2 separate regions of the Gossypium hirsutum genome follow, and region 2 is linked to region 1. Evidence: chromatin contacts called from public Hi-C data. All regions are on one chromosome and are shown on one strand. The core of a region is the stretch at or near the end of the contact, and the rest is flanking DNA. Distances in the headings are between cores, read along the strand shown. Region 1 has its middle 21 kb from the start of LOC121222220. Region 2 holds the start of LOC107896653.

What was found. Hi-C and Micro-C count contacts between places; a contact is called where the count stands out from the background.
Region 2: a contact with region 1 is called in a Hi-C map of petal, with 2.3 times the contacts expected there. The contact joins the promoter of LOC107896653 here to the enhancer-like site in region 1. A contact is called at or near these places in 2 of 34 Hi-C or Micro-C datasets (hypocotyl and petal).

The regions. Positions count from the first base shown.
Region 1 is chrD10:51,027,402-51,032,322 of Gossypium_hirsutum_v2.1, reverse strand. No RefSeq gene overlaps it. Among protein-coding and RNA genes, the nearest start is that of LOC121222220, 21 kb to the right of the region's middle. Within about 2 kb of position 2,117, at least 7 of the 9 cell types and tissues checked have an H3K27ac peak or open chromatin away from gene starts, as enhancers often do. A contact at or near this core is called in hypocotyl, where this site is marked.
Region 2 is chrD10:51,114,209-51,119,129 of Gossypium_hirsutum_v2.1, reverse strand. It overlaps LOC107896653, which reads right to left and starts at 2,607. Exons shown (of 2, transcript XM_016821873.2): 1 at 881-2,607; 2 at 156-668. The coding sequence starts at 2,242. The coding sequence ends at 495.

The sequences.
Region 1 (4,921 bases), core at 868-3,367:
ATATTTTTATAATTTTTTAATTATAATTATAAAAAATCTAAAATATCATAAATTTTTTTAAAAAATAAACTTCATTATTTTTTTAAAAAAATATATAAAGTATTTTTTTAAAATATAATAATAAAAAGTTTTAAAAATTCGGAAAAAATATTTAAAAATGCCTATATATAATTCTTAAAAAAATTCTAAATTTTTGAAAAATATTTTTTCACTTTTCTTATTTCAAGCTTATCATTCATTTATTACACAACATTTATAAAAGGTGGTAGACGATGATGATTACGATTATAATATATTAGTATTGTTACTGAAAAATCATAGCAACTATTTTTTTTAAGTTGTGATAATATTACAGGTAATCATAACCCACATTTCAAAGATAAATATTGATATGTATTCTTTAAATTCCTAAAATTTTAAAATCTTAATATATAAATATAGTGGTTCCGAATCAAGACTGGCATTTGGCGAAAAGGAGTTGAAATTGTGGCAACAAAAATTCTATCGAATGAAGACAAAAGAGGAGAGCAAAACAGACACAAGGGATGATAGTGGGCAACTCCTACAGAAAGAAAAAAAAAAAAAGAAAGGATGTGAAGAGGAATCAATATCTAATTCTCCAATGGAAAAAAGAAATAATAAATCTATGAGTGATGGACTGGAATGGCTAAAAAGCAAAAGAAAGAGATAAAGGGTTCTGCTGGATAATCTTTCACCATGCAAGGCAGCGGCTGGCGATCAGCCCCGCCAAGAGCAATGAAGATCCTTTGCTGGAATTGTCGTGGGATCAGAAACTCTGCGACAATTCGGGAATTAAAGCAACTTTTTGTTGCAAACGACCCTGAGATAATTTTCTTATGTGAAACAAAAATTCATGCTAATAAATTTTCATCTATTCGCAGTAAGTGCAGGATGGAAGGGTGTTAGTCTGTTAACACTATTGGGAAAAGTGGTGGCCTCGTTATGATGTTGAAAGAGAGTACTAAGGTTGAAATAAAAAATTGTTCTAGCAAAGATATTGATTCTCTGATTCACTTGGAGAATAACAACCCCATTCGTTTTACGGGTTTCTACTGGGTTAAAGATAATATGAGTCAGTTAAAAGGTGGTTAGGAGATCTAAGTTGCTAGCTAGCTGTTAAGGGAAGCAGTTACTCTAATGACTATATATAAACTGTGTGGACATTGTATTAGACAGATTTTCAACACTAGATTTAAAATCGTAAACACAAGCTAGTCTCAGTTCATTTCAAGATTCAAGGAGTTTACCTATAATTCTTCATTTTACCTATATTTCTTCATGGTATCAGTCGCTCGGTGATCCCCTTTCATGGCTACTACAAATTCTGCTGCCTCAGACTCTGCTGAACCGCATGGCTCTGTCTTTGCTGCTGATCGTGTGGTTCATTCTTTTCCTCGGCATGAGGTTGTAAAACTCGATGAAGGAACATTCCTTCAATGGAAGCAACATGTTCAGTTTATTGTCAATGGTTATGACTTATTTGGTTTTCTTGACAGTTCTATCTCTGCTCCGTCGAGGTTTATACAAGCGCTGGATGGTGCACTTGTTCTTAATCCGGCGGTGTCAGCATTTCAACAGCAGGATAATCTACTCACGTCGTGGCTTCTCTCCACCATAAATTTGTCAATTTTATCTTCATTTTTGGATGTCAAATCGGCCTCTGATGTGTGAATGACAACGTTGGCAATGTTTACGGCCAATACGGATCTGAAACAATCGCGTTTGCGTCATGAACTGCATTTTCTCAAGAAAGGGAGTTTGTTGATCCGTGATTACGTTGCAAAGTTGAAAGGGATCTGTGCTTTCTTGGACGCGTCTGGATCCCCCATCCTGGCGACGGAGCAAACGACGGTGTTGCTTGCGGATCTCTCCGCTGAATTTGAAACTGTGGTGTCCTCTGTCTCGCTATCTCTGACTCCTCTGCCGTTTCAATGTCTGGTGGACGCTCTAGTCGAGTGCGAGAGTCGGCAAGTACAAGCGATTCAGGAGGTAGTTTATGCCGGGAATCTGGTGGAAGATTCTTCGACGACGGCCATGGATGGTTCTACGTGTGGTGGTCGTTTTATCTCTAGCGGTCGCGGTAGGAGTTTTCAGACTCGCCTCTAGTGCCAGATCTGTTCTAGGTTTGGTCACGTCACCCAACGCTGCTACTACCGGTACCATTGCGATGACGCTTCTCCAGCAAGGTTTCCGATGTCGAATCCAGATGATTCTGGCCCTCATGGTTGGCTTCCACAATAAAACACTCGTCCTAGGGTTTCTACTCATGGTCAGATTCCGCATGGGGCTAGTAAAAAATTGAAGTCAAAATTGCGATGCTGATGGTTTAACTTTAGATTATGGTCAGCAGTGGGCTTGGAATGGGCGGTCGAATGATGGTTGAAATGGGCGGCCGAATGATGGGCTGTCAAATTGGTGTGGGCCACATGCTTTTTCTGGTCCTTTGGTGCCGCATGAGACTAGGCCTCAAGCTTATGGGCCATCTTCTTTTGGTCACAATCATGGGCCGAATGTTTCTAGGGTTAATAATGGTTTCAATGGTGGTTTTGGGCCTACACATGGTGGTTTAAATGATGGTTTTGGGCCTCCACATGGTAATAGGCAATCTGCTCCCTCAATGACAATGACCCTGTTTCTAACAATGTGCAGGTTGATTCCTTTACTGCTTTTAGGCCACAGGGTCAACCGTTGGGTGGTGTAGCGGTTCCGTGGCATACTAAACTGCGAGCTCGTACATTGGATCCGTGTATTGGGCTTCCTAGACTGGGAGATATTCATGCTTCTGATTATTCTGATCCTTCTATTTCCAGCTCACATATAAACTCTGTACAACGTGGGCTTAGTGGTGATGGCACAGACTCACCTTTCCTGGGCCAGTTGGCACTACATCTTGGTACCCTGATTCTGGTGCCAGTAATCATGTGTTTCGGGATTCTTCTGCTTTGCGTGATGCGGTTCCATATTCAGGTACGTCCTCTCTTTTAGTGGGTGATGGCACGTCTGTTATGATTTTGTCAATTGGTCAGGGTGTGTTATCTGCGCGTTCTAGGTTACTTCTGTTATCTAATGTTTTGTGTGTTCTAGCTATTCGAAAAAATTTATTGTCAGTATCACAATTTGCAAGTGATAATGGTGTATTTTTTGAGTTTCACCCCACTTATTGTATTATTAAGGATTGCATAACGCAAGAGATATTGCTGATGGGGCATATTCATAATGGGCTATATCATTTCTCTCTATCAGATGCATCTGTTCCTTTTACCTTTCATCCGTCTACTGCTCAAGTTAGGCTTCAAGATCAGACTAATAATAGTGAGATTTTTTTGTTGTGGCTTAAGCGTCTTGGGCATCCGTCATCTTCTATTGTCCAGACTGTTCTAAATAAATGTCATATCAATTTGAATAAAGTTTCTAGTGATGGTGTTTGTACTGCTTTTAAAAAGGGAAGTTTCATAAGTTGTCGTTTTCTGTTTCAACTACTGAGTATACTGATCCTTTTTCTTTGGTTGTTTCGGATCTCTAGAGACCTACGTCTGTTGCTTCTGGTAGCAATTGGTATCATGTGTCGTTTATCGATATGTGTACTCAGTTTACTTGGGTGTACTTGATTCAACAGAAATCTCAGGCTGTGAGTTGTTTTGGTCAATTTCAGAAAATTGTTCAGACTCAATTTGGTAAACCTATAAAACAATTTCAGAGTGACTGGGGTGGCGAGTATCGAACGTTTGCTTCGGTTCTAGCTTCTCAATGTATTATTCATCGCCTCACGTGTCCACATACTTCTGAACAAAATGGCGTAATTGAACGTAAACATCGACACATTGTGGATATGGGGATTACACTTCTGGCTCAAGCGGGATCTCAATAGAATTCTGGGCATTTGCGTTTACCTGTGCAGCTCATTTAATCAATCGTCTTCCTACGCCAGTGCTAGATAGCCAAACTCCGTATAAAGTTCTTTACGGGCGTGACCCTAGTTATGATCATTTGCGTGTTTTTTGGTGTTGTTATCCGTATCTGCGTCTGTTTCAGTGTCACAAGTTAGATTTTTGATCCCAGCCTTGTACTTTCTTGGGATACAGTTCTCATCACAAGGGATATTAGTGCCTTTTTCCTGATGTTAAAATTATAGTCTCTCGTCATGTGAAGTTTGATGAATCGCAGTTTCTTTCTCCGACGTCCCTACTAAAGTCTAATCGGGAGCTGGTTCCTATACCCACATGTGTTCTTGTCATTAAGACTGTTTCTTCTGGTCCTTAGGACTTGTTATCTGGCCCTACATGCCCAAGTTTTTTGAGTGGGTCTTCGATTCCTCAAAATAGAGTTGGTATTGATTCACCACATCTTAGTCCTCACTCGCCAAATACTAGTTCTTCTTCTATTATACTATCTTCAGATGATCAGTTTCCTATGCCTGTTATTACAGTTCCGTCTGTACCTACAGGACCAGATATTTCTGTGCCTGATGTGAATGTTTATCCAATGACTACTCGGTCAAAGGCTGGTATTTTTAAACCAAAAGTCCTGGCTGTTGAAGTTGTGGAACCGTCTACGATTGAGAAGGCATTTGCTAGCTCTGAGTGGCAGGCTGCAGCTCAAGCTGAGTATGATGGCTTGATTCGTAATGCTACATGGGATCTTGTTCCTTTACCTTCAGGTCGTAAGGTTATTGGATGCAAGTGGTTATTCAAGGTCTAGAAAAATCTGGATGGTACGGTTGGGTGTTGTAAAGCACATTTAGTTACAAAAGGCTGTTCTCAAGTTCTAGGTTGTGATTTTCAGGAGACGTTTAGTTCGGTGGTGAAACATGCCACTATCAGGGTCATTTTGTCAGTGGTTGTATCTAAAGGTTGGCCACTTCGTCAGGTTGATGTGAATAATGCTTTTTTAAACGGCGATA
Region 2 (4,921 bases), core at 1,358-3,857, 86 kb before region 1:
ATCAATCACATCAATGTCTATTAACAGTTTAGTCCATTAATGTCTAAACATATTCGCTTTTATCATTCCACCATTTGTAAATTTCAGATATAACACCATCCATTAGGTCTTAACATAAAATCCATGAAACAAAATGAACATTGTACATCATCACCTGAAAAGAAAACACCATCCAATACAATACCATAAACTGTTGTAACAGAGTTCGTATACTTCTACCCGAAGCATACAATGAACCGAACCATATATATTTGTTCCGAAAGCATGCTCCAAAGCTATCTAGAAATATCAAAGACAAGCCAATTCCAAATCACAACCAAGACAAGATATAATATTGAACCACGAAAACCCTCCGCAACGAGACATATTGAAAGACACATGTATCCAGGGAAAAAGGTTATTATTCCCCCTTAATTCTGTTCATAGTATGAGGGCAAAAAGGTATCAACCTACGTGAAGAAAGCTAATACAAACAAATGAATCATAAAGACCTTCTAGTCCGCCATTTTAGCCAAGCGATGGACAGTACTTCTTGCAATTCTATTACCAGGATCAATCTTCAGAACGGTTCTCAGATCTTCGGCCCCAAGCTTGTATTTCTCCATGCTTTCATACAAGAGTGCACGCTGTACGAGGACAGACACATTGCTCTCATCGTGCTCTAACACCTAAATAAGAAAATGGAGAACATAATTTCATCAGTCTACATTGATTTCAATTGATGTGATCGATATGAATACAACCAACACAATACTCTGCCATGTGTAAAATATCAGAGGACCAAACCTCGATTACTAGGACCAAAATAACGAGAATGCAGTACAGTTTATTCATACTAACAAGGAACTAACATAATCCAACAGTTTGAAGAATTTTATACCTTTGAACAGTCAGCTACAGCCTTCTTATACTCCCCAACTTCTTTATAGCATGAAGCCCTACATGATAAAACCTCCATGGTGCCAGACTTATCATTTGTCTTTTCAAGAAGAACCACTGCCCAAGACAGCCACTTAATGGCATCAGCATACTGCCCTTGCTTCTGGTTGTCGATACCCTTGCTCTTTGCAGAAGATGCAGTGACCCCAGCCGGGGGAGGAGGAAGCCCTTCAAGCTCTGTTGTCGAGCCACCATCATTTCCTCCTCCTGCTCCTCCAAACTCAGAATCCAATCCCCAATCATCAACTTCAGAAAATTGCTGCCCTCCACCTCCACCAGATGCTTGAGCAGAACCTCCAGAAGCTGAAGATGACGAGAAGAACATATCGAGAGGATCACCGCCCGAGCTTTGAACAGATGGTTGACTTTGAGATCCAACATTCTTTGCAGGCATACCAGAATCATTCGTATTCGAAGTTGAACCAAAACCGCTAGAAGGAAACGCCATTGTGCTTGGTTTTGAAGCATTCTGAAAATCCCCAAATGCACTGAAACCGCTAGAAGGAAATGCAGTTGTGCTCGGTTTTGAAGCATTCTGAAAATCCCCAAATGCATCATGTGCAACATTTGCCTTATTTCCTTTATTACTTCCTGAATTAAGGGTCCCTGATGGTTTTGATGAAAAATCAACCAAAGAACCAAAAGGATCCTTAGAACCAATCCCACTTTTACCTCCACCTGCTGCTCCTCCAGCCATACTTTTCATGGAAGCTCCCCCAAGATTCTGATTCTTACTATTGTTAATATTGACATTAATATTACTACTACCACCAATACCATTGCTATTATTATTATATCCACTAGAAGTTCCCCAATTTCCACTACTTTTTGGCAATGAATCAGCCAAATTCCCCATTGAATATGGGTTTTTACTCGAAGAATTAGGAGTTGGATTTGCATTTTTCAAAGGAACATTAGAATTACTATTATTCTTTCCCTGTCCCAAAGCAGAGCTAACCAAATCTCCAAACAAATTAGGGTTCTTGTTAACAATTCCAATCCCAGAGCTATTACCTCCCGAAGAGGACCAGCTCTTCCCAAAGATGTCTCCCACCATGGAAGTGGGACCCGATATCGCGGCTTGGCTGGCCTGATTCGGGGCGGGTTGATGGGTCCACGACGGTTTGTTGGGTTGCCATGCGGGCTTCGATGGTGCAGATGTTGCTGATGAATAAGATGAAAAGGAAGAAGAGGTTTTGTTCTTTTGGTCGTTGAGGGATTTGGGTCGGCCCGATCCGAGGCCGAGATCGAAATCGAAGGATTTTAGCGAACCAGATGAACCTTTCCCATAATTGGAGCTCATGGTTTTCGCAAAATGCGAGGATGTAAGCAGAGATAAAATTGATGGGATCGGATTTGATCAAAGAACGTACCTTTCTAGAGACGAGATCTTGTTCTCAGGCGTCGGCGGAGAGCGAGAGAGTTGAGCTCCGGTATGGAATTTGATGTCGGACAAGACAGCAGAGCAGAGCAGGCGTCGGATCTGAAATCTAATGTTAGCACGTAACAGGGGGAAGTAAATAAATGAAAAAAACAGGGAACTATATGGATTTCAGTTTTTAACAACCAAAAAAAACAAATTCTAATCATACTTATATCGATTTCATTTTTAAAATCATCTAAAATTATTAAAATATTGTTCATTCTCTTAAAAAAAATATCCTAAACATTTTATTTCCTTAGCTTAGAATAAGGTAAATTCTGCATATTATGTGTAATTATCTGATTATTTTATTAGGCATCATAGAAATTGATAAAATTTTTATTTAACGTACGTAGTTTAATTTATTCATTTTTTGAATAATAAAAGATAAAATACAATTTAAATACTAATATAAGGGCCTTTATGATTCTTTTACCGGCACTTATTCGGGTGAAAAATAAAATTTTGTTCTACAATAATTATATTTATAAAAAAATGATATAGATAATAAATGAGCTTTGTGAAGATGGTAAAGTATAAATATTGAAAAGGTCAAAATGTGCTTGTTGTCCTTGTACTTTTTAAAAATTAGAAATTTAGTCGCTTTATCTTTAAATTTTAAAATATAGGTCCAACTGTTATGGTTTCTGTGACATTTTGTAATAATAATAAAAAAACTACTCACTTGATAGGCATGTAATTAAAAAAATGTAATTAACTTGAATTTAACAAAAAAAACAATATTAACAATTAAACTTGAAATTTGAAATTTAAAAAGTAGATGAACTAAATTCCTGAAAATACAAGTATAGGGACTAAATTTCTAATTTTCGAAAAATACAAAGACTATAGACATATTTTAACCTATTGGAAATTATAAAGTTTTGGGTTTAACTATTATTGTACATATATATATATTTTTATATAAAATATATAAAATGATAAAAGTATTCCGAAAATAATAAAATTTACTTTGTAAAGTAAATATATTTTCATCTTTATCCAATTAACTCGTAACATTAATATAATTAAGTGCTAAATATATAGTATGAAAAAAAGAAAAAAAATGATAAAAAAATGATTGTTTAAAATATTTTAATAAAAAAATGATAAAGGAAAAAAAAAGTAAAAGAAAGGGTAATTTATATATGAAATGAATTAATTAGAATATATTTGAAAGGGACAAAAGGTATTAGAATATTTTCTCAATTCTTTGAAATTAATGTTTGTGTATTTATGTAGATTTAACTTTTTATACAACCTGGTTTTATATCTGTTGACACCATTTTTTTTTGTGAAAACGGGGTCGATTTAGATTTTGAAAATGAAAACGAAACTGAGAGTCACCACCAATCTTTTTTGATGAGGTGTGATCGGATCACCTCGAAAAGTTATTATTTTAATAAATTATTTGATTTATTAAAACAATAATTTCGGTCTACGGAATTCAAAAAAATGGGTTCGGGAGTCGGTTACGCACGAGGAAGGATTAGCACACTCGATACGCCCAAAATTGGTACCTAGTTGATTACTTAATGTCTTGGTGTCGAAAATAAAAAATTCGAAAAGAATTTAAAAATACGATTCCTCTTTATATTATGTTATTTTAAAATTACTCGAATAAATCAAAATGAAAAATGCCTTCTTATCTCGAATTTTCTAAATACGGAATATTGCCTTTATTTTCGAAATTTTACCATTTTGAATTTTGAGTACGAATTAATGGAATATTTAAAAACCAAATGCGTGCAATTTTGATTATATTTGAAAAGAAATTGTTTAAAACAGAAAGGATGCCGTACACGACCTATAATAAATATACAACATACATTTAAAATCCATAACATAATATGCATCATAAAATATACACATAGCATTGGTACTAATAAATCTTAATGTTAACATACATGAATAAGAATAACAGTGCGAATGACCATATAATAATATAAATAATAACATCAACGATAACTATAATAATGACAAATCTGAACCTGAAAGCATTTGAAATAAAATAGCAAATGAATAAATGACAAAATAAAACAGCAATAATAATGACCAATAAATAGAACAAAATAAACAGACCATAAAAATAAATGGAATACAAACTAATATAAGTTAGATTAAAGATTGAAAATAAGTAAATAAATAAATAAACAAAATATTAAATAAAACTCCTCATTTTAAAATAAAAAAAATAAAAATAAAATGAAGTTAAATAGGCTAAGGATTAAATTGAAATCGGAATGAAATTTGAGGGTTTAAACTGTAAATAAATAGAAGGTGTGACTCAGAACTGAAATGAAATGTGCTGAAGGAGTAAGGGACTTCCAGGGAAATATTCCCCAGTCCGGAAACACAGCGCGTCAACAAGGATTAAACTGAAATCGGCATAAAATTTATTGGCCAAAATGAAAGAAACAAAAGGGTCAGATTGCACTGCACTATAAAAGCGGAGGGGCTGAACATGCAAATAACTCCTCCAGGCGCAACACGCGGATCCCCTGGAGCAAGCGGGTTGGGTCGAGGGTCAAAGGTCCAAAACGACGTCATTTTGACCTC